2 separate regions of the Capsicum annuum genome follow, and region 2 is linked to region 1. The links are chromatin contacts, called in public Hi-C maps. All regions are on one chromosome and are shown on one strand. The core of a region is the stretch at or near the end of the contact, and the rest is flanking DNA. Distances in the headings are between cores, read along the strand shown.

Evidence for each region. Hi-C and Micro-C count contacts between places; a contact is called where the count stands out from the background.
Region 2: a Hi-C map of bud shows a contact between it and region 1, with 3 times the contacts expected there. The contact joins the promoter of LOC107854809 here to the enhancer-like site in region 1. A contact is called at or near these places in 2 of 5 Hi-C or Micro-C datasets (bud and leaf).

The regions. Positions count from the first base shown.
Region 1 is chr7:132,881,504-132,884,241 of UCD10Xv1.1, forward strand. No RefSeq gene overlaps it. Among protein-coding and RNA genes, the nearest start is that of LOC107854043, 9.8 kb to the left of the region's middle. Within about 2 kb of position 1,353, at least 5 of the 5 cell types and tissues checked have an H3K27ac peak or open chromatin away from gene starts, as enhancers often do. A contact at or near this core is called in bud and leaf, where this site is marked.
Region 2 is chr7:133,446,361-133,449,363 of UCD10Xv1.1, forward strand. It overlaps LOC107854809, which reads right to left and starts at 1,428. Exons shown (of 11, transcript XM_016699808.2): 1 at 1,130-1,428; 2 at 989-1,033; 3 at 842-893; 4 at 683-756; 5 at 484-614; 6 at 251-374. The coding sequence starts at 1,154.

The sequences.
Region 1 (2,738 bases), core at 103-2,602:
CGGCAAAAGAGCAATCTTGAAGTTGGCAATCTCTAATATGTTAAAGAGCATAGACTGTTCTTTTTTGTTTTTATCAGGAAAGCTACTATCAAAAGTACTCCAATACACTTAAAATGTGAGAGACGGAATAGTGAGCAAGCAGACCTAAGTAATCAATGTGTCTTCTGCTTCCTTACAGATTTTCTCCCATAATTCTTCACCGACAACAAAGAAGAAATATAGTAAACTCTACAATGAATTACGCTTCCTTTTTTGGTTGTCATGGTTTGCTGTATCACAGAACATTTTTGTGATTGACTCATTCTGGAACAATTATTGGATGTGTTCCGTACTTTCGTCACCTCTGCCAAAAATCAATCAAATACTTGAGATGAAGATTGTTAAAGGAAAAAAATAATGAGAATTTAATCCCCTGTAGAAAGAAATAATTTTACCAAATAAAAATTAGAAGCCAATAATAATTGTTGATGGATATGATACACCTCACCAGCCATAAAATATAAGTGCACGTTCTCAGAAGCTCTTTTGCTTTCTTATGGTTGTCGATGAAGTATCTCTTGAGCTTATCAAGACTAATGTTACTGTTAGAGAGAACAACGAAGGGGGAGAATGGGTTGGTATCTGGCGTTTGATTTTATTGAAACATCCTCCATATGATGAACCCAGAAGGAATGGAAAAGTTCCCAAAATATTAACCTACAGATTATTTCCTCAAGCACAGTACAGTGTCTGGATTGATGGTAAGATGGAGCGGATAGTTGACCCATTGCTATTACCTGAAAGGTATTATAATAATTGTCCGATTATTGAATTTTACTGGAAGAGTATTTGCTCAAGTAGTAATCGGTAGATTCCGGACTTGCTTAGCCTTGTACATTAATTTCTGTTTTGTTAATCCCTTCTTAAAATTTACCCAAACAAAGAAAAGTTCACTTTGTTTAGAACGTATTGAATCTTGATTAAGCATGATTAGTAAAATGAAGATGATTAAGAAAGAATGTAAAATGTGTGTTCACAAGGCAAATGTAAAATTTAGCAGAATGAAGGAAACAAATTTCAGGATACACGAACCTGAAGTAAACAAAGACTTGTTCCTCTCAGAAGAAGATTGCGAAAGAATGCCAAATATGTGCAGAAATGATACATCTATTATAAACATTCACGAAAGGAACTGCATGACTGTACGACCTGGTTTAGGGGGTGCTACAGGAGGTTTAATTATTGGTCTCAGCATATCCATGATTGCATTGCAGCAAAGGAGGGACGCTTCCATGGTTCTCTGCAACATTATCACAAGTAACTTAAAAGTGCACATCAAAGGAAACCAAAAGTTCATGTGACTAAACTATGGAAGAACATAAGCAACATACTTGGCCCAGCAAGCCTAAATAATGCTTGCCACTTGAGGAATCAAGTTACGTGGAATTTTGAATCGTTTCCTCAGTAGACCTTCTGCACATTCTCCACATGGAGATTTTTCAGTGGCCATGTGAGGAACCTTTCTAGGCATTCACGCAGGTCCTTTAGAATTAATCAACCATATTAAGCTTCGAAAAAGGGACTAAAAATAAATTAAACTTGGGAAAACACTAAGCAATTCAAACAGGAAAAAAGAAAATACTTGCCTCATACCTTCAAAGACGAAAGCGAAGATGCAGCTGAAACATCTTGCAACCTATAGAAACCAATATCATAAGACATACTACCATCAACTTTAAAGAGTCTGAAGTTCCTATTTGATGATTGGCCTGGCTTTTGATACTCATTGAACAATGCAAAATACACATCACCAACATTTTTTTTTGGCCTCTAAGGGGTTCTTTTCCTCTTGGCGAGCCTTTTACGCAGATTGTAATTATATGTTCTAGCATTACTTGGTGTGGCCGTGGGTTCATTATCCTCCCCATCAGAGGCCCAGCCTGTTTCAATAACTACGACTTCCATTTTTCTGAAACCAGCATCCTTTAGAATTACATACGCTGCATCAATCTGAGCATCAAGCAAGTTATCATAATGAAGATGAGTTCTATTGTAAACAATTCCCTTATTTGGCTAAAAAAGAACATAATTGTCATGACCCGAATCAGGGCCAAGTCGTGATGGGTATCTCAAGCCCATCATGGGCCAAAGACCACCCCCATAGTCTAACATCCAGAACATAATAAATGAATACAACGAAAGACAACCAAACATGATGATACGAAGAATAAATAAGCCAACTGAAAACTAAGAGTCAAAACAATAACCAATCCACACTTACCCACAAAAGCCTCTAAAATCAGAATATCAAAGCCTCTAAAATCAGAATATCAAACTAAGTCGGGACATGCCCTCGACTATGACAAATATAACCCAAAAGTACTGAAACAATAGGGAAACCAGCCAAATGACAGGGCCTTCCGAAAGATGGAGGTTCACCACTTCACAGCAGATCCACAGGAATACCAAATCACCTAATGCTACACAGGAGCAACAGGAAAACCTTCGGATCCTACATCATGAAATGATATAGCATCTAGGGACGGTCAGTGGAGTGAGCACTTGCATGTAACTCAGGGATAGGGATAAAATAATGTAAGTACCAAAATCCAGTCATAAACCATATGCACCACATTTATATACATGTATATAGGATACCGGGATAGGGACAAGAGACATGAACATGAGAGTTTACAGTATTAGCTTGAACTATGTAGCTCGCTCTGTCCTAAAGGCACCCATGGGCTATATGGGTCTAG
Region 2 (3,003 bases), core at 178-2,677, 560 kb after region 1:
TCAGTAGTTTGTTAGAGTTGCTAGAGGCAGTTAGTGCGCACTTGTCTATTAGTAGTGAACCAATACACTCACTGTAGTTGAAGTTCTTTTTCCCATTTTGTGAATAACAAAGCAATGGAAATCAGTTGAAACTATCTTCATCTTCTTCTTCGATTACATATGTTTTCATCTTAGTTGTTCAGTAGCCACGGGAGGAACTTGAATTCAACATTTCTCCCCTTAATATAGTTCTTAGAATGTGTGATCAAACCTGAAAACTCCCTTTTGATGGGCAGAGATGATGCATATGTATCTTGCACAGGGAACACAGTTCCTTTGTATTCAACATTTATTGCAGGAACTTTGTCTTGTTTCTTCTTCAAAGCAGATTCTCTCTACCAAATCAACCGAAATATCATCATTATACATAAGCTGATAGGCATCTATATCAGTGAGTATGACTTGAGAATAAACCTTACTAAAGGAACAGTATAGTAATATTACCACATTACGGATTCGGTTGCGCTCATCTTCACTTAGAATGAATTGCAACTTCATATGGACATAATGACCTCCTTCAAGTTGAAAAAAATCATCCCAATAACCCTTCTCAACTATTGATGAAGTCTCAACTTCTGTCAAAGTAGAAATATTTTGTCACAAACCTTTACGGTAGCATCATATTTGGAACATTGAGATATACCTGTACGTGATATCTCATTTCCCTCAGCACCCTCAAGTTTAACAACCAAATTTTCGCGAAATGTCGTTAATGGGCTGCAAAAGAACAATCAAATTCATTAATCATGTTTTACACTGAAAGCATCAAGAATAAAGATAAACAGGATGATTGAATCATTACAATGAGAAATCTCCCTTGTCCCACGTTTGGTACGCACTCTTCCCCATGGAAACTACAAGAAAGCATATGAAACCCCAAATCAATTCGAAATGCAACTATACATACAGCACACACTATAAAAGAAGAAAAGAAAAAGAAAATACTAACCCCATAAGCAAATTGAAGAAGATGAAATATTCTTGAAATCGAACACTGTGTTAAAAAACAAATAACGCCAAACTGAGTTAAAAACCAAAATCATTTTATTGATCTGGAATGCAAATATTAAAAAAGGGAAGCTTTTAGTACCTGAAACTTGGATTGTTCCTGGCATTTTGGAGAATTTGATACTCAAAACTATATTCGGCCAAAAAGCATTATCCCTTCAAGGGTACTACATAATTCAGGGGCACTTTCTTTCAAGTGACAGTGTAAGTGCTGGATAGAAGAGAAATTTTGGTTGGACAGCAGAATCCGGATATGGATGAGCTAAGAAAGATGATTGGGTCCATTAAACTTCTCAAATTCTCACCAAAATCTGTATTTTTGTCTCATCTGAATTCTGAACCACCTTAGCTCTGAGTGAGTGAAACAATCCATTTTGTTTTTTCCCAAGAAATAAAAAAAAATTATATATCTATCTCAATCTATCTATATGTACCTATGTATTTTTGTATCTACATACTTCCTCCTTTCGTACAACTTTTTTTTTCTATTTTATTTTTAATATTAATTACTTTTTAAAATCAATTTCAAAATACAATATATAAACATCATGTAATAGGATATTATGATAAAATAGTTATGTTATTAATTATTTTTTAATGAATGTGTCAACTCAAAATGTGAAAAATAAAATCGAATGAAGAAAGTATTATATATAAAAGAGTTAATACATAAAAATGACCCTAAACTTGACATCAATTATAACTTTGATCTTAACTTTGATAGTTCACAAATAGGACCTTTAACTATTCAAAACTTGAATAAATATGACCTCCGATTTTTTCAATCCCATGTGTGAGTCTCACTCGTGACTACGTAGAAAGGCAATCCAATCACACGGTGTCACGTCGTTAAAAGGGCTGACTTGGAGAGAGGTCATATTTGTGCAGTTTCAAATAGTTAAAGATCATATTTGTGCACTGTCAAAGTTTTATTTTTTGTGTTAAAACGACGTCGTTTTTATTATTATTATTATTATTATTATTATTATTATTATTATTATTATTATTTTATTTATTTCTATAGTAGCAGCACCTAAATTTTTTTAATTTAAAAAAATTATCATTATTATTATTATTATTTTATTTATTTCTATAGCAGCAGCACCTATTTTTAATTAAAAAAAATTATTATTTTATTTATTTTTATAGCAGCAGCACCTAACTTTTTTTTAATTAAAAAAAAATAGTCACTAGCAATGATCGAACCCGCACAGTAGGCTGAAGGAAGCACCCAAGAAGAGCAAATTACACCACTGGGCTATCTAAGTGACTTATTTTATGTGGTTCAACATTAACATACGTACATAAATATACATTTTCTATCTTATATATATACAACGTAATTTTTTTACCGAGGGGGTTCGGATGAACCCCATGGCAACCACGTAGGTCCGCCCCTCGTTAATTTAATAATGATTTAATAACGTTAATTTAATAACATCTTTTAATTACGTGAATTTGATAACGTTAATTTAATATACTACTACTACTATCCTTAATAACATTAACTTAATAACGTTTTATTAAAACTATAATTTTTTTTATTATTAGTATAGTTTCATCTTTAATTTAATATTTAAATAAATAATATTTAGATATATTATATAACTTAAATTCGTCCTCTGCTTTATAATATATATATATATATGTATATATATATATACATACCCGCTCGATTTTTTCGTATGAGGCTGAACCGCCTAATTAATAAATCTTCAATATTGCTCTTTTTCCGTAATGACAAAAGAAATTAGATGTCATTTTCATCTTTGAGCTGAAAATAATGAAAAAATAATAGTGAAGAGTCATTTAAAGGTCATATTTGTGCAGTTTTGAATAGTTAAAGATCATATTTGTGCACTGTCAAAGTTTACGGTCATATTTATGTATTATGCCCTTAGATTTTAAGCTGGACATGCTCAGTTTTACGTGTTGAACACGCATTTTGCCACGTAG